7 separate regions of the Mus musculus genome follow, and all the other regions are linked to region 6. Evidence: chromatin contacts called from public ChIA-PET, HiCAR-type, HiChIP or PLAC-seq and promoter capture Hi-C data. All regions are on one chromosome and are shown on one strand. The core of a region is the stretch at or near the end of the contact, and the rest is flanking DNA. Distances in the headings are between cores, read along the strand shown.

Region 1 (2,740 bases), core at 26-2,525, 640 kb after region 6:
AGTGTACTTGGCAAAAACTTGTCTTTCCCAGTTGGGATCAGCCTAAGTTCTCAGGCAGGAACTGGTGATGATCTGTAGATGAGCTGTCAGACGCACATCAGGACAGAATGGAGGCATCTGGACTTCCAAGGACAGACCTTGCCAGTCTTGGTGGCACACGCCTTTAATCCCAACACTGAGAGGCAGAGGCAGGCCATTCTCTGCGCTGTTGAGACCTGGTCTCTATACCAAATTTCAAGTCAGCACACTCCCCCAAAGAAAAGGAGAGGGCTGGTGAGATGGCTCAGTGGGTAAGAGCACCCGACTGCTTTTCTGAAGGTCCGAAGTTCAAATCCCAGCAACCACATGGTGGCTCATAACCACCCATAATGAGATCTGACTCCCTCTTCTGGAGTGTCTGAAGACAGCTACAGTGTACTTTCATGTAATAAATAAATAAATAAATAAATAAACAAATAAGAAAGAAAGAAAAGGAGAAAGGGGCGTTCCTGTGAACTCCCATTGTATAGTTGGAAGGGTTTAGCCCTGGAATCCCTTTCCCTAGGATTCATTTTCTCACCACCTTCTCAAACTTTTCACGAGTTAGCCCACCATATACACACTTGTTTGTTCATTGTGTGTATGCCCGCACATCGATTGTTTTCATTTTAGATTTTTAGTCGTTTAACTATGTTTATCTGTGTGTCTGCATGTGGGTATAGACCTGTAAGTGTGGCCCTTGGAGGCCAGAGGCATCAGACTCTCTGGAGCTGGAGTTACAAATGGCTGGGGGCCACCTCATGTGGGTGCTTGCATCCGATTTCTCATGTAAAGTGCAGATACACTAATAAAAACTTGTATAAAAAGGGAAATTGAGGCACATGAACCTGGCTGTTCATCACTGGTCTCTTGCTTTCTTTCGAGACAGGGTTTTCTCTGTAGACCTGGCTATAGAGCAGGCTGGCCTCGAACTCACAGATCTGCTTGCCGAGGACGGGGATTAAAGGCGTGGACTACAGCCCGGGAGACGCCTAAGGGAGGGAAATAAAACTGTTATCAGGTCAAGTATCGCGAGATCTTCCCGACGCGCGACACCGCCCCGGTGAAGGCTGGGGCTGCCCAACGCGCAGCCTGTCGTGGAAAGTAGGTTTATTCCGGCGTTCACCTTAGACAGCACGAACCTGGGCGGGGGCCTTCCCAGCCCTTGGCGCAGGCGCACTGCCGGGGGGCGGGGGGCATTTTGTGCGTCCGGCGCAGGCTCCGTGCTGGCAGCTCCACGAGCGCGCGTGCACAGTTGTTTGGGAAGCGCGACAGCATGGACGACGAGGAGGAGACCTACCGGCTGTGGAAGATCCGCAAGACGATCATGCAGGTGATCAAGCGTGAGGAGCTTTATGCGAGCGAGCGTTCAGTTGCGGACTAACTGCGGGTTGTCCGCCGAGGCCCGCCTCCCGCAGGGGCCAATCCTCCTGGATTGGAATGCATCCCCGTTTAAAGTGTGGAGCCCACCCACGCTGGCTTCAACTCTTAGAAATCCTACTGCTTCCACCTCCTAACTCTGCCTCAGGGGAAAAGGCCTGGGTGGGCTCCGTTTCGGGAGAGGGGGCTGCTGCGTGGTCACACTTGGTTTTATGCGAGCTAGGTAGCCGCCCACACGAAAGCTATCAACCATCTGTAACCCCAGTTCCAGGGGATCTGACGCCCTGTCCTGATCTCTGGGGACTCCAGACACACATAGGATGAAAAAACAGTATTTTTAAAAACAGAACAAGCCGGTATGATGGTACACGCCTTTAATCCCAGCACTCTGGAGGCAGAAGCAAGCGAATCTCTTTAAATTAGAAGTCAGCCTCATCTACATAGTGATTTCCAGAATAGACAAAGTCACGCAGAGAAACCCTGTCTTGAAAAAGAAAAAGGGAATAAAAGAAAAAATTCTTGGTTGTTTTGAGTTGAACACATGAGACACCATTATTAGATAAAGAGGTATGCATAGTTTTGACTTATGCTGTGTTGGTGGAGCCCAGGGCCACCTCATGCCTGTTCCTCAGCCCTGATCCTGGATGATGCTCTAGTCTCCCTCATCAGGAACACTCAAGACTGGGGACAGGAAGGTGCCTGTATTCAGAAGGTTGCCTACAGTTGCCAGGGGATTAATCCCAGCCTGCTCCACTGAGGTTGGGGGGAGGAGAGGCTTGGCCGGGCCGCTGTGGTCTGAGCCTATACAGAGTTTGGGTACTGCTGGATCAGTTCAGTGTTAGTCCCCAGCCTCGGCCATTCAGGGTCAGGTCTGCGAGCTAAGTGCTCAGGCTGACTGCCTCTTTGCCTCTTGTCTCTGCAGCTGTGTCATGACCGTGGCTACCTGGTGACCCAGGATGAACTGGACCAGACACTTGAGGAATTCAAGGCGCAGTTTGGGGACAAGCCCAGCGAAGGACGGCCAAGGCGCACAGACCTCACGGTGCTGGTGGCCCACAACGATGACCCCACAGACCAGATGTTTGTGTTCTTCCCAGGTGAGGCCCTTGGGCTGGCAGGAGTGGTCTCCTCCAGGCCCTGGCTCAGGTGCCAGTGAATGCATGTCCCACTCTGGCCTAACGCTGCCTGTAAGATTGTGGCAGCTGCCTGCTTTTGTCCCTGTCTCCCCTGGGAAGCCTCCCTTTTGCTGGTGTCGTTTTCATCCCATAAGCCCCAGAACCAGCTCTCAGCCCTCCACCCCCTGGCTCCTATATGCTGTATTCTATAGCTTCTGCCTGGGAGT
Region 2 (2,982 bases), core at 208-2,707, 590 kb before region 6:
CTGTTCTAGGACATTCTGATTTCTGTGTAAAAATGGACACTCACCCTCGGTGACGGCAGGGCACGAGGCCAGGGTCTCCCGGCTCTGGAAGATAAGAGGTGCAGGGCTGAGTCCCCAGTCATGGCTGAGGGTCAGAAGTCAGAGGTCAGAGAGGCGAGCACTATTACCTGGGTACCCACAGGTGGTTCCTGCTGTGTCACCAGGGGTGCTGTCTCCAGCCAGGGCTCCGGGGAACTGCTGGAGCTCCTGCTGTCTGCTGGCTCTGCTGATGCCCCTTCCATCCATCCCGGGTCCCCATCAGGGTCCTCTGGCGGCTGCAGAAGGCGGGGTGCAGTCTGTGCAGGATCTTGGGGGACAGATTGGGCAGGCGAAGAGGCCTCATCCCTCAGCAGACCCAGAAGGTCGTCCCCGCCTGCCTCGGCCGACAAGAGCCCACCAGCATCTGGGTTCTCCTGGGTGGCAAGTCCTTGGCCGGTAGCAATGTGCAGGGGACAGGGGGCTCCATCTGGGAATGGGCCACCCAGGTCGCTGGGTAGAGCTTCTAGCTGCTGAACCAGCTCCTGCACACTGGATGTGTCCAGCTCCATCTCACTCAGGGTGACAGGGCCTCCAGGCCCTAAGGCCGACTGGGTGTTAGAGGGGTGGTTCTCAGAGGGCACCTCGGGGCCTTTGGGCTCCTCCAAGTCCATGGTTGGGGGCCCTGGGGGATGCTGGGGTCCTGGCAGGAACTCCATGTCTGAGACCCAGGTTCAGGCCGGCATTGTCACCAAGCTGGAAGATGAGGGCTCTGAGTGTGGATCTCGTAGGCAAGCCATGGTCCTACAGGTGACAGATTCCATCCCCATGGGGCCTGCCCAGGAGGAAAGGACCCCATTTTACACAGAAGCCAGCAAAGAACTCAGGTGCCTGCCCCAGATCTCAGGCTCCAGACCTCAGAACTCAAGCAACAGACACTAGAACTGAGGCTGCGGCTATGGAACTCAGGCATTGCCCCTGGGAACTCAAGCACTGCCCCCGGGAACTCAGGCTTCTGTCTCTAGAACTCAGGCTCTGGTCTCAAAAACCCAGGCTCCGGACCCTAGAACTCAGGCTCCAGCCCCAAAACTCAGGCTTTAGGTCGTGGAACTCAGGCTGTTGCCCCAGAATTCAGGCACTGGTCCTGAGAACTCAGCCTCTAGCCCCTAGAACTCAGGCTCTGACCCTTGAAACTCAGGCTCCGTCCCCAGAACTCAGATTTCAGTCTCAGAACTCAGACACTGCCCTTGGGTCACCCACGGGAGCCTGTCCAGTCCCGCACGGCCCGCAGTACCTGTGTCTCCGGCCCGGGCAGGATTGTCCGGACGGTCCGCCCGTCCTTCCAGAAGAGTCAGCAGCTCTCTGGGATCCCAGCTTTGGAACCGGATCATCGGTCACTGCACCATCCAGGACTATTGCGCATACACACTCTCAAACGGCCTGCTGGGAAATGTAGTCCTCGAGTCCGCTCTCTCTCCTTCCGGGGACTCGCCAGTGTTGCAGTATAGATAGTAGAGCTCAGGTTCGAATCCCGAGACTACAAGAACGGAGGCGAGGCTCAAACTGGCTTTTCTTTTCTAAAATCGGGTTCTGCATCACTTCAGAGTGTAACGGCTGAGGTAGGACATGGGCAGAAACCAGGGATGGTAAAGAGAGCCATGACTTGAAAATTTGGAGTGCAAAGGAAAAGTGGGAATGGAAGTTATTGAGGACGGACTTCCACTTTGTATCCCAGTAAGGATCTATAACGGTACAATCTAGACTTGAGTTGACACTGGAATTTGCATCACGGTCCTACATATAGATTAGGGACAATGATAATTCCTAAACTTAACTGTGTGATCTAAAAAGAGTTCACCTGGTTAGGTTTGTTAGCAATGAGTCTAGAAGATTCTAGTACTAGTCTATTTATTCTTGAGAGTCTCATGTAGCCTAGGCTGGCTTCAAACTCCTGATCCTCCTGCCTCAGCTTCCTGTGTGCATCCAGCCTCCATTTCTGCTACGAAGCCCCAATCACCAAACCCCACTTTTTTCTATTAGTGAATAGAACACATACGTATCACTATGTAGAGTAGGCTGGCCAGGAACTCACAGGCATCTACCTACCTCTGCCTCCCAAGTGTGGGGATTAAGCTGGGGTTCATCACTCCCATCATTCTCAGCTACCCATATGTTTAAGCCAAGATCTCATATAGCCAAGGCTGACCTCAAACTTGCTGTGTAGGACAGATCGACCCAAACTCCTGATTCTCTTGCCTCCACCTCCACATCACAACTGACTGTCCTAACTTTTAAGCTTTCAAAAATTCCACAAGGGATATAAGCATGATTTTGCTGTGACATTTAAAGTAAATAAAGATCTAAATACTTGTTGTTGTTGTCGTCATCATCGTCTGAGGCAGGGTTTCTTTGTGTAGCCTTGGTTGTCCTGGAACTCAAGCAGTAGCCAAGGTTAACCTTGAATTCAGAGATCCTCCTACCTGTATCTCCAGAGTACTGGGATTAAAGGTGTGCCATCACCATTTGAACTGGGGGCAAGAATTTAATGAAATATTCTTTGAACGGTCGATAGCTACAGAAGTTAAAATTAGTCGTTAGTCGGGCAAATTTTTTTTTAAAGACTACATTTCCCAGAAGGCCGCGGCGCCTCCAACACCTCCAAAGCCGATCTGGAGGGCTGACGTAACACGGAAGTCTGCACGTGCGAGCGGCCGGCCAGCGTCATGGCGGCCGCCCATCTCCTCCGGGCTTCCCGGGTGTGGGCCCGCTGGCATCCCCGGGCGCTCCCGGTCCTCAGAAGACCTGGAGGATTCTCTATCCGGGAATATGCTAAAAAGCCAGGTGAGTTGGCTCCGAAGGAACCAAAGTGGGTACGGCCGGAGCGCTGCTGGGGAGGTGGGGTTCTGAGGATTGACTGCGCAGGCGCAGCGTTACGGAGGCCAAACGGTGCGTGCTAGCGTAGTGAGG
Region 3 (2,972 bases), core at 468-2,967, 560 kb after region 6:
GCTGCCAGCCTTTCCTGGGACAGGACCAGAGGCAAGGTCAGTTAGGCAGAGTGTGGCCAGTGCTGGTCCCAAAGATAAGGCCCCTTCTTGGAAGCCGGTAGGTGAAGTTTTCCAAGTTCCGCCAAGCCTAGCAGGCGATAAAGAGTCCCCACGGGCCAACGACGCCAACTACGCGCACGACACCGCAGGGACCTGCGCAAGCACTGGCCGGCTACCCCCCCCACCCCCTTCACCATTATTTTTGGCCCCACCGGTTCCCTCTAGCTGCGTAAACAAACTAGCCACCCGCCTGGCAACGCCCGCCAAAGAAGCCAGGCGCGACTTGCGCCAGGACCTGGCCCAAAGAGGGGGGCTGGAGGCGCAGTTGGCTGCACGACCTCCTGCTAGGACAGTCCTGCAGGCTGCCCTAACATACAGACCCCACGAGGTGACGCTCAGGGATAGATGGGGTAGATAAGGCAGTAAAAGGAAAGAGATGAAAAAGGAGGAAGGAAATGAGAAGAGAAAACGGTTAGAGGAAAGAGAAGAGCCAGAAAGTAGGAGGAAGGGCTGCCCAAGGAGCTCAAGGCAGCGCCCGCGTCGGCCCCAGGCCCTTGGCACCTACTTCTTGACGTTGGCCTCTCCATTGGGGATCCTGCGCAGCTTTTTCTTCTTGAGGATCTTGACCGCCCTGCGGCATAAGGTCTCGGAGTCCAGCACCTCCTTCACCTTGCCGTACGAGCCCTCCCCGAGCAGGTCCCCCATCAGGTACTTGCCGATGAGCTTGGCGCGTTTGCGGCGCGGCTGGTAGATTACCTCGGTGGAGTCGATGCGGTGGATGAAGGTGTCCATGCCCACCGACATCAGCTCGCCCTCGGAGAAAAGGCCCAACGGCTCGGGGTCCGCCACGTCCATCCTGGCCCACTCTTTGTCCTCGTCCCCTTCGGGAGCGCCAATTCTTTTCAAGTTCGAATTCCCCCCCCCCCACCCGCTTCTTCCAAATGTTCCAAGAAGGGGAAAAAAGGAACGGGGAAAAACAGGAACGACCTCCACAACTCTCCCGGTCCCCACAACCGGGTCCACGTCCGCTTCCTGGGCGCCAATTCTTCACTTTTGATTTTCCCCTTTTCTTCTAGGTGCTCAGGGAGAAAAAAAATGAAAATAAGAATGAAAAAAAAAAAAGCAATGAGCCCCCCCAACCCTCGCGTCCCCCCAATTCGGGTCCCCGGGGACGCTGCTTCCGACGGAGGCGACGGTCCGCCGTCGCGGCGCGCGGGCCGCTAGGTCATGTTCGCCACTTGGGCCCCGCGCTCAGGGGCCCAGGCGGCCGCGTCGAGGCCGGTCCGCGCCGTCCATGTCCGGCCCGCGCCGAAGCCGCGCGCGGCCCCTTAGTTCTACGACTTCTCGGGGCGCAGACTCCACCCGGACGCGGGACACCGGGACACCCGCAAGTCGCGGACACGAAATCCGGACAGGAAATCTTCCGGGGACCGAGGGGGGAAAAAAACCACCCCAGGCGGCGCGTCCCCCTCGCCGCCTAGCCGCCGCGCGACAGGCAGGAGGCCGGAGCGGCGAGGGGGGAATCGAACTCCAGGCAGAAAGATGCTGCCCGCGAGAGACAACTCCACGCCGGCGCCGCCCTCGGCGACTCGCGCCTCACTCGCGGACGCCGTGAGCCGCCTCCCCTTTCCTAGACCGACACGCCGCCGCCATCTTGTTTACCGCCCTGCGCCGCGCCGTCGTCGCACGTCGCAACGGTGGACACGCCCCCTCGCGGAGCCGACGTGCGCGGCAGTTGGCTGTAGCTTTAGGCCCCACCTTTCGGACCCGCCTCAATCGCCAACGAGGATTGGGCTATTTGGATCTAGGTGGGCGCCCGAGCTGACATTGGACAGTTCGGGTTCCATCTGAGAAGGCGTGATCTAAATTCTCATTGGTTGTCTGAGACGCCCGTCAATGGGAGTAAGCAAGCGACTGTAAGGGAGCGGCCGTGGGCTGTGGCTTCAAGCCCCGCCCCTCAGTGGTTGGCCCTGGTGTGTGGGGGCGGGACTTTATTTGCCAGTGGCTGTCGCAGACGCCCGTCAGCAAGCGCGACGGGCCAGCGAAACCTCTGGGCTGGCTGTGGTGACCTCGGAGTTTCGGGCCTCCGGTTAGAGTTCACGCGCGTCAACGTCCTCCGGGGAACGGCCGCGACTGGAGGCATGGGGGAGGGTGGAGAGAGAGGCTCGTGGATCCCTAAAGAGATCCAGCCCAGGCTTGCTCTTAACGGCCTTGGGGGAGGGGTCAAAGGTCAAAAAGTAGCCCAAAGTCGACACTCCCGAACCTGAAGCCTTAATGTAGCGCCTCTGAGATCCATGGCATAGAGAGGAGCGTTTCCTGTGCAAAATAAGAGCAGCTGGGCTGGTGAGATGGCTCAGAGGTTGCGGGCGATTGACGTCAAATCTGACTTCATGAGTTCGATCCCCGTAAGTTCACAAGGTGGCTAGAGTGAAATGCCTCCCTCAGGCTGTCTCTGAACCTAGGGACTCCGTGGTAGGCGCGCGCGCGCACACACACAACACAGAATTTTAAATAACAGTTATCAAAAAAGGTGGCTGGGTAAGACGTCGCCGCTGGCCTCAACTCACCTGCTGCAGTGTTTTTGGGTGGTTAATCTAATTATTTTTATCTGTGCCCTTTTTTAACTGCACGAATAAAAAATAAGGGTTGGAGTATGATTGAGGGACGAGTGCTCACCCTGCCTGACTCCCTCTACACACAAGTTTACGCACAGGCCGGTTACAAGGTCCATAGATCCGTGAGTCTATGGTTCCCTCCGAGGCCACTAGGGGGCGGGGTGTACTGCCAGGAGAGTCCTGGGGGAGGGAGAGACCTAGACTCCAGGAAAGGTGGGAAAAGTGCTTGCTCTACATGTGTTCAGCCTTCAGGACTTAAAAGGAGGAGAGAACTGACTTATGCAAGCACATAAATTAAGAAAAAAGATCAGAGAAACA
Region 4 (2,800 bases), core at 130-2,629, 640 kb before region 6:
TTCGCCTCCTAGACTTCTGCCGCTGCTCTCCTTCCGAATCTGACCTGTGGGAAGGACACATCAAGACCTGTTCAATGCTGGCTGCTGCTGGGCACCATCCTAGGTGCTGAGGTACTTGCCTAGAATTCTAGCCTCACCGGCCTGTAAATCACATTGCTCCCCACATGAGCTAGGCTGTCCTTCATAGTAGAGCTACACAAGTCCCAGGGCCATAACAGACAATACAGCAAGAGAAATGAAGGTTAAAAGTGAGGGAGTAGTTCTTTTTTATGTAGTTTTTATTTTCTTTTAATTTTTGATTTTTTTCGAGACAGGGCTGGCTTCTCTGTGTAGCCCTGGCTGTCCTGGAACTCAGAGACCCTCCTGTCTCTGCTTTCTGAGTGCTTGTTTTATTTTAAATATGACATCTACAATGCTATCAGGTGGGAACTCCCTCTACAGCCAGGCTGGTTCTTATCTGTCTCCTAAGTGTTGGGGTTACTGGTGTGTACAGTGCCGTCAAGTCCTGCTGAGATGACAGGTAGAAGGGATGAGAAATGACAGACGAGAGGCCCAATAGATGGACTCTCTGACAGCCCAGGAACCACGAAAGAGGAATACCACCAGGTAGTATTTTGAGGACATGAGTTCGAATCCCCAGTACCCACAGTAAAAGATAGATGTGGCTGTTCGGGCTTGTATCTCCAGTGCTGTATGAACGGTGTCCTGATTAGGCTTTGGTCAACTTGTTAGAAGTACTGCCAGTTGAGAAGAAGGGCTGTCAACTGAGCAGAATTAACTATGAGGAAATGCAAAAAACCTTAACTGTGAGGCAATGGCTTGTAATCCCGAGCATTCCAGAGGCTGACGCAGGAGGCCAGCCCGGGACAAGACAATGTCTATGAATGCAGAGGTGGCGAGTGGAGTCATTCGGTCCCCTATGCTCATGGCCCGCGGTCCCCGGAAGTCTCCTTTGCCCCGGCGCAGCCCGGCATCTCGGATACTGCCCCGCCTGTCCCTCGGCTCCCAGGCCCGAGCAGCCCCCAGGACGCTCACCTGCGCCCTCGGCTGCGCCGCTTGCGTTCGCGCCGCCGCTCGTGTTCCCGTCGCCTTCGGCTGCTCCGCCCATGGCTCCGGCTCCGGCTCCGGCTCCGACTCCGACTCCGACTCCGACTCCGACTCCGGCTGCGGCTCCGGCCCCGGCTTCGACTCCGCTGCTTCCGACCCCTGCGACCCACAGACCGTGAGCGCGAGCGAGAGTCCCGACCCATTTGGCGGCCCGCGCCGCGCATGCGCGCGCGTAAACAACCAGGAAGCTTGGCGCCGGGGGCTTTCCTTTGGCGCGGCGCTCTAAGGACTGTCCAAAGTGCGCCTGATCACAGGGAATGACTTACTCCCTCTAACCGGGACTCCAGGGACAACATAACCCGAGATTTCTCCGGAGTTCTCAAGCTGGGAACACATAGTAGATTCCTAACGGGACGCCGTTAGAACTAGCGGATTGACGCTCCATTCATGCAGTGAAGGAGACTGACCTAGGTGGGCCCTCCCTCGCGCCCTAGGTGACCGGCGAGTAGCGTGCTTAGGGAGGCGGAGCTACGAGGCGGTTGTTCCAGGGCGGAAGAGGCGCCTAGTGGGCGGAGCCTGCACTTGCATGGGCAGTGCCCTAGGGGCGGAGCCTAGTAGAGGAGCTTATGGGGAAAGAATAGGGCTGGGTTAGGCGGGGCTTACGGAGATCGACAACTGTAGATCGGGAGACCCGGCCGGGGACCTGCGCTGGGCGTGGCCTGAGAAGGAACGCAAGAATGGCGGTTACGGGAGCCGGGGTGGGCGGGGTCTGGTAAACTAGATTGACAGGCGTAGACCAATGGGCGGAGGAGTGCATATCAGGATTTGAGAGGGTGGAAGAGGGGCTGATTGAGGCAAGATTGACATCTGTAACTACGAACTGTGAATGGGTACGGGCAGGATATGTAGTCGAGAGTGGCCGACTGAGGAGTGGGAGGAAGTAGAGCGGCGGTGGGCGGGACCTTGGGGGCGAGATGGACACATTGGATCTGAGGGCGGGGCCAATGAACCCAGAAACTGCGCTTAGGGGTCTTGCTGGGCTTGGAAAAGGACGTCAAAGGGGCGTGGCTAGAGTGGGCGGAACTTAAACCTGCAGGGCCCGGTGTACTTCTAAAAATTGAAACCCGGAGACCCAAGCGCTCGCGGGAGTCCTCGGTTTCTAGGGTAGCCTTGTAGCAACCGGTTCCGAGCTAATAAAACAACAGGACATGAACAGACAGTCTCTGGCTGACTCCAGGACGAGTCTGAGTACTACTACGCCCGCCAGCTTGCGTACTGCGCTCAACTTGTGGCTAATCTATGGATAGGGAAGTTTAGGCTTGGAGAAAGGAAGTCATCTGCGAATTGGGATTCATCATGTGGGATCCAGGGAGGGTTTAGAGCGGGGGAGACAAAACACGTGGTGCCCACCCTTCGCCTGCTCTCCCATCGCACGCACGCATAAGTCACCGGAGAGGAGCTGTTTCTTATTAGAGATTTATTACAGATCTCAAAAAGAGGGGCTGTGACAGGTGGGGCGGGGACCTGGACTGCATACATTTGCCGGCTGCGCTGGAGGGACAGGCCCCTCTGGTTGGTGCCAAGAGGACACTGTGCTTGGATTGTCAAACACCAGACCACATAGGCTGAGGACGAGGGATCCCAAGTCCTGATGAGTAAGACACACGAGGTTTGTAGTTTACAGAATGGATTCAACAATAAAAACAGGATTGGGGGGAGGATGTGCGATGCGATTTTTAACCACCGGAGAGTG
Region 5 (2,831 bases), core at 130-2,629, 660 kb after region 6:
CATCCGCCAGCAGGGTTGAGATGTCTTCTACGCCATCAGGGAAAGCTCCCTCAGTGGGTAACTCTGCCGGACTGGCCGCAGAAAGGGGGCTTCGGTACCCACGGCCCAGGGTCCAGGTGGCAGTGCCCGAGAGCGGGAAGCCTGCTGCACTGGCATGGCGGCTCAGGCTGGTGGGTCTTTTGAGTGTCCCTGTGCCCTTGGCTACCGTGGACAGGGATGTGGCTGGTGGCTCCAGGCCGGGAGCTTCTGTCCAATCCTTCCTGGGCAGCTCCTAGGTATGCATAGGGAAGAGGAGTCAAGGGGATCCCCCATCCCAGACACTGCCTCAGTTTCCCCAGAAAGTCCTCACAGGGGTCAGAGGTCAGTGGGCAGAGAATTTTAAGCTCCCCCCCCCCCACCTGTTACCCAACATCCTCCTGTCTATAGCTTTCACAAACAACCGTCCCTACCCAAACCACAGCCAGAGGCGGGGCCTGTGGGGCACAGGAGGGAGGGGGCACCCCACTTCCTGGTGGGGGTGGGGAGGACTCTTGTGAGTCTCTAACCCTGTAGCCACCCCAGATACCTCTACGGGTGTCCACTTTCTAAAAACATGGATAACTTCTGTGACCTGAAAAGATCATCAGGCTCCTGTGTCTCAGGACACCCCCAGACCTAGTAGAGGTACCCCTAAACCTCACAAATTCTCAAAAGCTCAGCAGGCAGCAGCAGGTCCTGGAGAAACTTGGAGACCCCCCCAATCTGCTCTGTACACCTGCACCCCAGTTCAACACCAGTTCCCCATTGGCTTTCAGAACCCTAAAATTGCCCAGACCCCATATTACAGTGTAGTCACTAGACTCCAATACCAGTTCTACCCACTACCCACAACCGTCATTGGCACACGACGGGGACATCCCTCATCAAGATGGGTGACTTGGTTGCCACCCAAGGCCATCCCTACCTACCGTAATGCGGCCTCCTAGGTTCAGGCCACTCCTTGTCGCCGGCCATTCTGCCTGGTGTGGACTATAGCTGGCCCGGTTCCCCCAGCGTGGACCCAGCATGGTGTTGTAGTTGCATGCTATGCCCATCAGTGACCACAGGCTGTGGGTGTCATCCTGGGTCCCCACCCGCTCTGTGCCCCACTCACCCCTGAGGAGGACTGCGGGTTGGGGCTCCCCGCGCGGTTCTTTTTGGAAATAGAGGGAGTTTTCATAAGTTCTCGCTTCTTCCGAGAGAACATGGTGGAGTCAGCCCCAGTGGCCCTAGGTGAGGACAGGCGGGCAACGGCAGGGTGGGAGTCTGGGGGTGGTCTCAGTCCTGCAACTCCTGGTGCAGGCTGTCTCTGGACCACATTGCTCAGGGCCACCCCCTCCCCAGCTGTCAGAGCCACACGTGACTGGCTTGGCTCTCATTGGCGCATAAGTCTCCTACACAGGAAAAGGCTCCCCAGCAGAGGGAGGGAGGTGACACCTCAGATCCGCCCCCAGTGTGACTGTCCCAAGTGTCAGCTCTTATAGGACTCTGCACACTGACTCTGACACAGGTTCCCCACAGCAGGCCACCTTCCACTTGCAGCCTGTGTCCTGTGTGGCCACCCGATCCAGGCATTAGCTGACTCTTGCTTGGGACATAACATACAGTCAAGAAAGGCAGTGTCATGTGTATACTGATATGAAAGACCAGAGAGGAGGCTGAGCAACAGGTTCACACACAGATCAAACAGACACCCCCTGAGTCCCTCACCATGCACAGGTGACCCCCCATTCCCTATAATCACCAGCCTTACAGTCTTCTGGGGACCATAGGACCTGAAGGTGCCATGCCTGGGTGGCTTCCATCCAGCAACCCAGGAGCTCCACTGCCCTGCTGGCCTCCACTTAGCTCCCACTCCCACTCTGCCCTCTATATCCCAGCTCTGAGCTTCAGGTCTCAGGATCCCCAGAGGTACTATTTAATAATTTAGACACCATGTCCCTTAACCATCCCAAACTCCACTGACCTCAGGCACACTGGGTGGCTCTCGGGGACACAGCCCAGAAAGGCCGCAGCCTGCAGTACCTAGGCCCGCTCTCCAAGCTCTGGTCCAGCCACAAACCCAGCCGAGGAGCCCCTTAAGGGTCCCGTGCCTCCCACTCATAGTTGGATGGCTGGGGGTGGGCTTGGGAGGTTGTCTCAGGATGAAGACTGGCTGGCTCTGGGGTGGGCTTCTGGTCCGGTCAGGCCAGGAAAGTACCAGGGTCCTCTATACCGTCTGGAACATTCCACAAGCCTGACCTCATCTCTACTTCACGGTCAGAAACACTCACAAGTCCCGCCCTTGGGTGTCAGACCCACATAGGTACATGCAGGTCAGGATACGTGTGACTGGACACCTGGGAAGTGTCCGTGTTGCAGGCAATTCACAGCAGGACACACGCGCATACTGTACATGTGATAGTGTATGGGACTGTACAGAGCTAAGACTCCTAAAACACAAACTCAGCCGTGGCCTCATTCTCATTCTAGTTTCTTTTTATTTCCCCCAGAGCCCAAGGCTTTCTGGGAGCCAGCGTATGGTACAGAGATCCTCTGTCTGAGCTTTGCCACTCAGTCCCAAGGCAGGCATGCTCAGATCATGGTCTCCACAGAGCTGGGGTCTTCCAGGAATCGGCTGACACGTTTGGGATGCTGCCGGCCAGGTTTGGAAACCTCCTCTTCTTCAGCCTCCTGCCGACTGCTCTCTTCCTCTTCCCCTTGGTCTTTGGAGAAATATAGGAACACCTGGCAGGGCAGAGACATGGAGGGGGCAGAAATGCATGGGGTGGGGGTAGATGTCAGCCCAGGGTCCTGAGGCACCTCAGCTCTTC
Region 6 (2,700 bases), core at 31-2,530:
AATGGGCTCAGGCTATAATTGGTGGCAAACTCCTTTAACAGCTGAGTAGAGACCCTTGTTTGAGTCTGCCAGGAATTGATCCCTGACTGCCTTGAGCTGAAGTTCTATCCCCTGCCCAAATCTGTCCAGGTAATGAACCTTGTACAGGCATGACAATCTGAATTAGAGACAAACATTTCTGCCAATGCAATCACTAATGACGACAATGAGGCTCGGGAGTCAGACAGATGACTCATAAGTTAAGCCAAACTGTTACTCTTACAGAGAACCCAGGGTACAGCCCAGCACCCACATCAGGCATCGTGTAATTTCACCTCTCTTCTGACTTTCCAGGCACCTGTATGCATAAGGCACACACACTCACACGGACGAGGACCTGTGTGAGTGCACACAAACACACAAAGAGCTGCTTGAGGTTCATGAGGCTCCAGCCTCAGTAGAGGGTGGTGGTAAAAACTTGTAGACAAACTACCCTGAAGAGGGAAAACAACCTCTTTGTGCACGGAAGCAGCCGAGGCAGCAGGCACAACGCGGTCTGACTGTATCCGAACCTGAATCGGGGATCCTAGCCCCTTCTTGTCCCAGCTATCCCCACCGAGGGCTGCAAAGGACCCAAGAGGTTCAAGAAGGGTTCATCACGGATTGCAGAGCTGGAGCACAGGACAAGGGCATCAGTATTCAGTAAAATTAGGGCTGGCTTGCCCTCCTTCGGCAGCTGAACGCGGCACCCGGCTCAAGGACAGGGAGCAGAACCTGCAGCGCGCAAGCCAGCGGGCCAACTGTGACACAGGAGAAGGCGGCCTCACGGCCCAAACTGAAGCCTTCAGTACCCTTCTGCGCAGGCGCAGGCGACTCCGGAGGCTGGTCACCAGCCTCTCCACACAGTCCTCTCCCACCCCCCAGCCAGGTCACGCGGCTGCAGTCGAGTATCTTTTCACGCTCCGCCCCCACCGTGGGAGTGCGCAGGCGCGCTTGAAGCTTCGCGCCCCACTTCCCTCGGAATCTCCCCTTCCCCCTGCCAGCTCGAAGTGCGCAGCCGTGTTTGGAGTCGCCAACACGGTCGCTGCGCAGCTCCACTCCGCTCCCCGCTAAGCTCCGCCCCTTAAACGGGAGCGCGCAGCCGTATTCTGCATTCCCCGGCGTGCTCTTCTCGCTGCGGCCTTCGACGCTCCTGGAAGCTCCGCCTCCTCTGTTCCCTGAGAAAGGCGGAGACTGGTGCGGAGGGGCGGGGTAACTTCGGGACCGCGCCTATAAAGGTGGCCGCGCCGGCCGCGCGCGCGGCTCCTCTCGGCGGCAGCGGCCCAGTGGAGGGGTCCGTGGTGGCGGTGGTGGCGGCGGTGGCGGCGGCGGCGGCGGCGACGGCGGCGGCGGCGGCGGCGGCAGCAGCAGCGGTGGCTGTGGCGGCGCTGTTCCCCGCGCAGTCCTCGGAGCGGGGTCCGGGCTGTGCTAGGTGAGGTGACGGCGCTGCGACCCCGGCCGGTGTCCGACCCCGGTGAGCGCGGCGCCAAGGGCGACATTCTCCGAGGGAGGAAGGAAGCCCGAGTCAGGCGCGGGAGCTCCGCCGAGCCCCGGCCGCCTCCGCCCGGCCGAGCGCCTCTCTCAGCCTCGGTCCTTTGTCTCCTCCGCCCGCAGGGTCGCCTCCCAAGCCGCCCCCCGGGCCCCGCGTCCCCTCCCCCGCTGGTGGGGCCCGGACTGAAGATGGTGCAGAAGAGAACAGCCGAACTTCAGGGCTTCCACCGTTCGTTCAAGGTGAGGGGTCCTGTCCGGGGGTCCCATTGCAGTGACGGGTGCGACGGATAAGCAGAGCCTACTCGGGAGGCTGGTGCAGGGCTTGGGAGGGGTGCTTGCATTGGACTTTTGTGCTGGAGGTGGTGGGGGTCAGCAGGCCGCAGCCCTGTCCCCATCCTCCTAGTAGCTCTCTCTTCTAGGACCCTCAACCCCCACCCCCAGGCTTGTGATTGGTGGCTCTGTGTCCCTTGCAGTTAGCCCGATCACAGTCGTCTGTTTCTGTGTGTGATCCTAGGCAAATCGAGTGTTTCTGTTCCTTGCAACTTCCAGGCCTGTCTTGTGCTGGTTGGGAGAGTCAGTAAGCTGCAGCCTTGCTTCTAGCTGCCTACTAACTCTTCATGAACTGCCCCAGGCTCCCCTGTGATCTGTGGCTGTGTCCCTAGCAGTTTCTCAGCCCGGGCTTTCCTACCTCTGTATGTGGTCTCTGATGGACTTTACATTTGTTTCCTGCAGTGTGTGCTTGTTGCAGGCTACAACCTGTCCCCGGCTGCCTAGTAGCTCTTTCTTTCAGGACCCACTCCCACCACTGATTGGTGGCTCTATGTCCCTCGCCATCAGCCTGATCTCAGTCTTGTGCTCCCCACCCACTTTCTGTATGTGATCCCACACTTTCTGTGTCCCCCAGGTTGGCCTTGTTCTGGATGAAAGCACGTCAGCAGGTCCTAGCTCTCTCTTTTGTGAGCTCCCCTAGGTTGGCTTGTGGTCAGTGGCTGGATGTTCCTTGCAGTCTCTCAGCCCCGTCTCCCCTACTTCTGTGTATATAGTTCCAGGGAAACCCTGTATCTGTCCACTGTAGTCTCAAGCTGGCCTGTGCGGTTGGTTGGGATCAGAGGGGATGAAGCCTTGTTGGGGAAACCCTTTGGCACATGGGTATGCTTTGCCCCACTGCAACCTCCACACTTGGTGGTGGCC
Region 7 (2,960 bases), core at 35-2,534, 530 kb after region 6:
GAAACCCAAAGGCTGTCTCACAACCACTCAGGAAGTTGCTATGAGGTAGTCAAAAGTGTAAAACCAACCCAGGCTTACAAATAGCATGGCTGTAAGTTGGTAAAACCTTGGCTAAGGTCTATCCAATTAAGGATATTAGGTCCAGGGCTGGAGAGATGGCTCAGTGGGTAAGAGCACTTCCGAAGGTCCTGAGTTCAAATCTCAGCAACCACATGGTGGCTCACAACCACCCATAATGAGAACTGATGCCCTCTTCTGGTTTGTCTGAAAACAAACAGTTTACTTACATACAATAAATAAGTAAATCTTTAAAGAAAAAAAAAAAAAAGGATATTTGGTCCAGGCAAACCCAACAGGATGAGGAGCTTCGGTCAATCCCAGGTGACCCCAACAGTGGCCAGGCTTCTGTTCTGAGTCCAAATCTCCTTCAGGATCTGGGTCCAGGCAATTTCCAAGAGCTCCAGGTCTGGGTACTGGTGACCCCTATCTGGGCAACAGCTTGGGGACTTGGGGAATCCCCCACGGGTAGAAACTGTGAGCCATGTAAAACCCAAAGGCATTGCTCTGTGCTCCATTGTTCATCCTAGCTCCAAGTGACACCACCTAAGCCTTGAGTAGAGCCTGGGGTTCATATCAATCTCGGGTACAACACCCAAGGACAGGGCCTGAGTGACCACCACCAAGGTGTAGAGCCTAGAACACCCCAAAACAGAAGGGTTTGTGAAGGCAAAATCTGGGTTCCAGATATAGGTGATCCACCTCCCAGAGGGTGGAGTCTTATGTCCAGGTGACGCCCTTAGGGGTGGAGCATGAAGTTTCAGTGAACACTGAGGTCGAGCCCTGGGTCCAGGTGACCCCATCCAGGGGTGAGGTCTGGGGTGGGGGGAGGTTCACAGGGCCCCATGGGGATGAAACAAATGACCTAATACAAGAGAACCTCTTCCACGGGTCAGATCAGGGGCTTGACGAGTCTGGGGGATGTGAGTTCGTACCTGCGTCGGGGAGGCAAAGGTGAAGGACATCTGTCCGGGCCCGGCGGCGGGGGCAGGTGCAGCGGCGGCCTCGGCGTATGTACGCGCCTGAAGCATCAGGCGGCGCAGGCCCGGGTGACGAAGCAGTGAGGCGGGCAACATGGTGGCGGAAAAGTCAGTGGACTCTAGCTTCGCGGGCGGCCGACACACTGGGCAAGCGAGGCGGCCTTCAGGGAGGGAGAAGGACGACGCGCGGTGCCTTCTGGGAGGCGCAGTTCCCACAAGAACGCACGCGCACAGGATTCTCCGAAGGCTGCGCGATGCAGTACGCGCTGAGCATTCTGGGAGGTATACTTTCCCTTGGCCCCACCCCTTGCAGTGATGCCTAGAAGTGGGATCCTCCTATGCCGGGTGGGTCATTCTGGGAATTGTAGTTTTCTTCGCCTTCTAACAGCAAACGACTCTGGGTTCTTGGGATGCGGTTCTTTCTGCAAACGAACATATTCCCTCAGGAGGGGAATGTTTGCGCGGAAATGATATGGGCTTGATATCAGGTGCCAAGCATTCGAGGCCCAGAAGAAGCAAACCTGTAACGTGTTGGAACAGAAGAATTAAAATGTAGAGTGCGGTGACACACTCTTGCAATCCCCGCACTCGGAACAACCTATTTCCAAAAGTGCATCAAATATAGATGGGCAGTGGTGGCGCGTGCCTTTATTCCCAGCACTTGGGAGGCAGAGGCAGGCGGCTTTCTGAGTTTGAGACCAGCCTGGTCTACAGAGTGAGTTCCAGGACAGCCAACAGCCAGGATTATACAGAAAAATCCTATCTCGAAACACACACACACACACACACACACACACACACACACACACATATATATATATGCATATGCCAGGCGCAGTTAATCCCAACTCCCCGGAGGAAGACTCAAGCGGGGCTCCATGAGTTTGAGACCAACCAGGACTACATCATGAGAAGCTGCTAAATAAATAATTAAATTTCATGATGCCCGCTGCGGTGCGTGCTGGGGAGAGGTCGTGCCAGGAAAGAAGTGCACCGGATGGCGGCAGAGGGCGCGCGAAACCTGGAGATGTACTCGCTCTTCTCCGCAGTCCCCTCCCTGCGGGCCTCCGCCCCTGCGTGCCACTGACGCAGGAGCCCGTGCGCAGGCGGCCAAGGGGCCCCACTGACGCCAGTCTTGTCCGCGCAGCCTCGCTCTCGGTCATGACGTCATCACCCTGCCCCCGCACTCACGCAGGTTCCGGCCTCCGCTCAGCTCTTGGTCCCCATGCCCCACCACGTAGGTTCACAGAAAATGCAGGCATAGGCTTGATGGGGCAAACAGAAGGAAAGCCATTAGCTTTGTTGGATCTTAGAGGAGCAGCTGGCAGCTAGAGGGTCGTGGTCACCCTTGAACCAGAGCCTGGCAGATGCAAGACTACAAGCTAGACTACAAACTTATTCTACTAACTAGAGACTCTGGCACGCAGACCTGCTCAAAAGCCAGCAGTCCTGGCCTTAATCAATCTCTATGAGAGACACCTAGTTCCCAGTCTCTATAATCTGGACAGTTTCCCTGGGCAGTGGGCAGCTAGAAACCCCATTCCCTTCCCTACTCCAGCTCTTAAACAGATACACACGCGCGCGCGCACACACACACACACACACACACACACACACACACACACACACACACCCATACCCGTCCCAGGATCCCATATCTACTCAAATGCTCCATGAAGTAAGAACTCAACGCTAGAAAGATCATGCTTGTCCGGTGGTGAGTGTCCTCTTCCTACCCCCATGGCCACTGTGCCTTACCAGACAAGTCTTCTAAAAACTAAACCTAGGGTGCTGGAGAGATAGTTCAGAGATCAGCAACGAGCACTGTTCTTCCAAGAGACGTGTGCTTCATTCTCAGTGCCCATGGGGGACAGCTAACAGTTGCCTGTAGCTTCAGAAGATCTGACATCCTCCTCTGACCTT

Evidence for each region. Promoter capture Hi-C pulls out the DNA fragments that hold promoters and counts their contacts. ChIA-PET counts read pairs in DNA pulled down with a chosen protein or histone mark. HiCAR-type assays count read pairs that join an accessible place to other places. HiChIP or PLAC-seq counts read pairs in DNA pulled down with a chosen protein or histone mark. Capture Hi-C pulls out chosen DNA fragments and counts their contacts.
Region 1: a contact with region 6 is called in a FOXA1 HiChIP or PLAC-seq map of pancreatic cancer cells. The contact joins the promoter of Polr2e here to the promoter of Mknk2 in region 6. A contact is called at or near these places in 2 of 39 promoter capture datasets (the SN4741 cell line and pre-B cells) and 2 of 115 datasets of contacts at active chromatin or transcription factors (pancreatic cancer cells and thymic regulatory T cells).
Region 2: an RNA polymerase II ChIA-PET map of memory CD8 T cells shows a contact between it and region 6, with 7 read pairs. The contact joins the promoter of Apba3 here to the promoter of Mknk2 in region 6. A contact is called at or near these places in 1 of 115 datasets of contacts at active chromatin or transcription factors (memory CD8 T cells) and 2 of 9 other capture datasets (adipose tissue and liver).
Region 3: a contact with region 6 is called in an HNF4G HiChIP or PLAC-seq map of pancreatic cancer cells. The contact joins the promoter of Stk11 here to the promoter of Mknk2 in region 6. A contact is called at or near these places in 1 of 39 promoter capture datasets (hematopoietic stem and progenitor cells), 1 of 484 Hi-C or Micro-C datasets (myocytes) and 1 of 115 datasets of contacts at active chromatin or transcription factors (pancreatic cancer cells).
Region 4: a promoter capture Hi-C map of pre-B cells shows a contact between it and region 6, with 2.8 times the contacts expected there. The contact joins the promoter of Cactin here to the promoter of Mknk2 in region 6. A contact is called at or near these places in 5 of 39 promoter capture datasets (the C10 cell line, cranial neural crest, liver and 1 more) and 3 of 115 datasets of contacts at active chromatin or transcription factors (memory CD8 T cells, pancreatic cancer cells and thymic regulatory T cells).
Region 5: a contact with region 6 is called in a HiCAR-type map of Th17 cells, with 3 times the contacts expected there. The contact joins the promoter of Arhgap45 here to the promoter of Mknk2 in region 6. A contact is called at or near these places in 1 of 39 promoter capture datasets (the SN4741 cell line), 3 of 115 datasets of contacts at active chromatin or transcription factors (Th17 cells, double positive thymocytes and pancreatic cancer cells) and 1 of 9 other capture datasets (adipose tissue).
Region 7: a promoter capture Hi-C map of adipose tissue shows a contact between it and region 6, with 2.6 times the contacts expected there. The contact joins the promoter of Atp5d here to the promoter of Mknk2 in region 6. A contact is called at or near these places in 8 of 39 promoter capture datasets (the C10 cell line, the HPC-7 cell line, the SN4741 cell line and 4 more), 7 of 484 Hi-C or Micro-C datasets (CD4 T cells, CD8 T cells, the G1E-ER4 cell line and 4 more), 3 of 115 datasets of contacts at active chromatin or transcription factors (Th17 cells, pancreatic cancer cells and thymic regulatory T cells) and 3 of 9 other capture datasets (adipose tissue, liver and pancreatic islet).

The regions. Positions count from the first base shown.
Region 1 is chr10:80,038,194-80,040,933 of GRCm38.p6, reverse strand. It overlaps Polr2e (polymerase (RNA) II (DNA directed) polypeptide E), which reads left to right and starts at 1,275. Exons shown (of 7, transcript NM_025554.2): 1 at 1,275-1,351; 2 at 2,321-2,495. The coding sequence starts at 1,295.
Region 2 is chr10:81,266,647-81,269,628 of GRCm38.p6, reverse strand. Apba3 (amyloid beta (A4) precursor protein-binding, family A, member 3) reads right to left here and starts at 1,457. Exons shown (of 11, transcript NM_018758.2): 1 at 1,310-1,457; 2 at 168-850; 3 at 45-84. The coding sequence starts at 734. It overlaps Mrpl54 (mitochondrial ribosomal protein L54), which reads left to right and starts at 2,703. Exons shown (of 3, transcript NM_025317.2): 1 at 2,703-2,856. The coding sequence starts at 2,739.
Region 3 is chr10:80,114,540-80,117,511 of GRCm38.p6, reverse strand. It overlaps Stk11 (serine/threonine kinase 11), which reads right to left and starts at 1,717. Exons shown (of 10, transcript NM_011492.5): 1 at 605-1,717. The coding sequence starts at 894.
Region 4 is chr10:81,319,682-81,322,481 of GRCm38.p6, reverse strand. It overlaps Cactin (cactin, spliceosome C complex subunit), which reads right to left and starts at 1,379. Exons shown (of 9, transcript NM_027381.2): 1 at 1,036-1,379; 2 at 1-44. The coding sequence starts at 1,271. It overlaps Pip5k1c (phosphatidylinositol-4-phosphate 5-kinase, type 1 gamma), which reads right to left. Exons shown (of 18, transcript NM_008844.3): 18 at 2,508-2,800.
Region 5 is chr10:80,015,220-80,018,050 of GRCm38.p6, reverse strand. It overlaps Arhgap45 (Rho GTPase activating protein 45), which reads right to left and starts at 1,379. Exons shown (of 23, transcript NM_001142701.1): 1 at 1,133-1,379; 2 at 1-271. The coding sequence starts at 1,225. It overlaps Abca7 (ATP-binding cassette, sub-family A (ABC1), member 7), which reads right to left. Exons shown (of 47, transcript NM_001347081.2): 47 at 2,479-2,745. The coding sequence ends at 2,593.
Region 6 is chr10:80,674,873-80,677,572 of GRCm38.p6, reverse strand. Mknk2 (MAP kinase-interacting serine/threonine kinase 2) reads left to right here and starts at 1,280. Exons shown (of 14, transcript NM_021462.4): 1 at 1,280-1,492; 2 at 1,633-1,749. The coding sequence starts at 1,699.
Region 7 is chr10:80,140,639-80,143,598 of GRCm38.p6, reverse strand. It overlaps Atp5d (ATP synthase, H+ transporting, mitochondrial F1 complex, delta subunit), which reads right to left and starts at 1,284. Exons shown (of 4, transcript NM_025313.2): 1 at 993-1,284. The coding sequence starts at 1,133.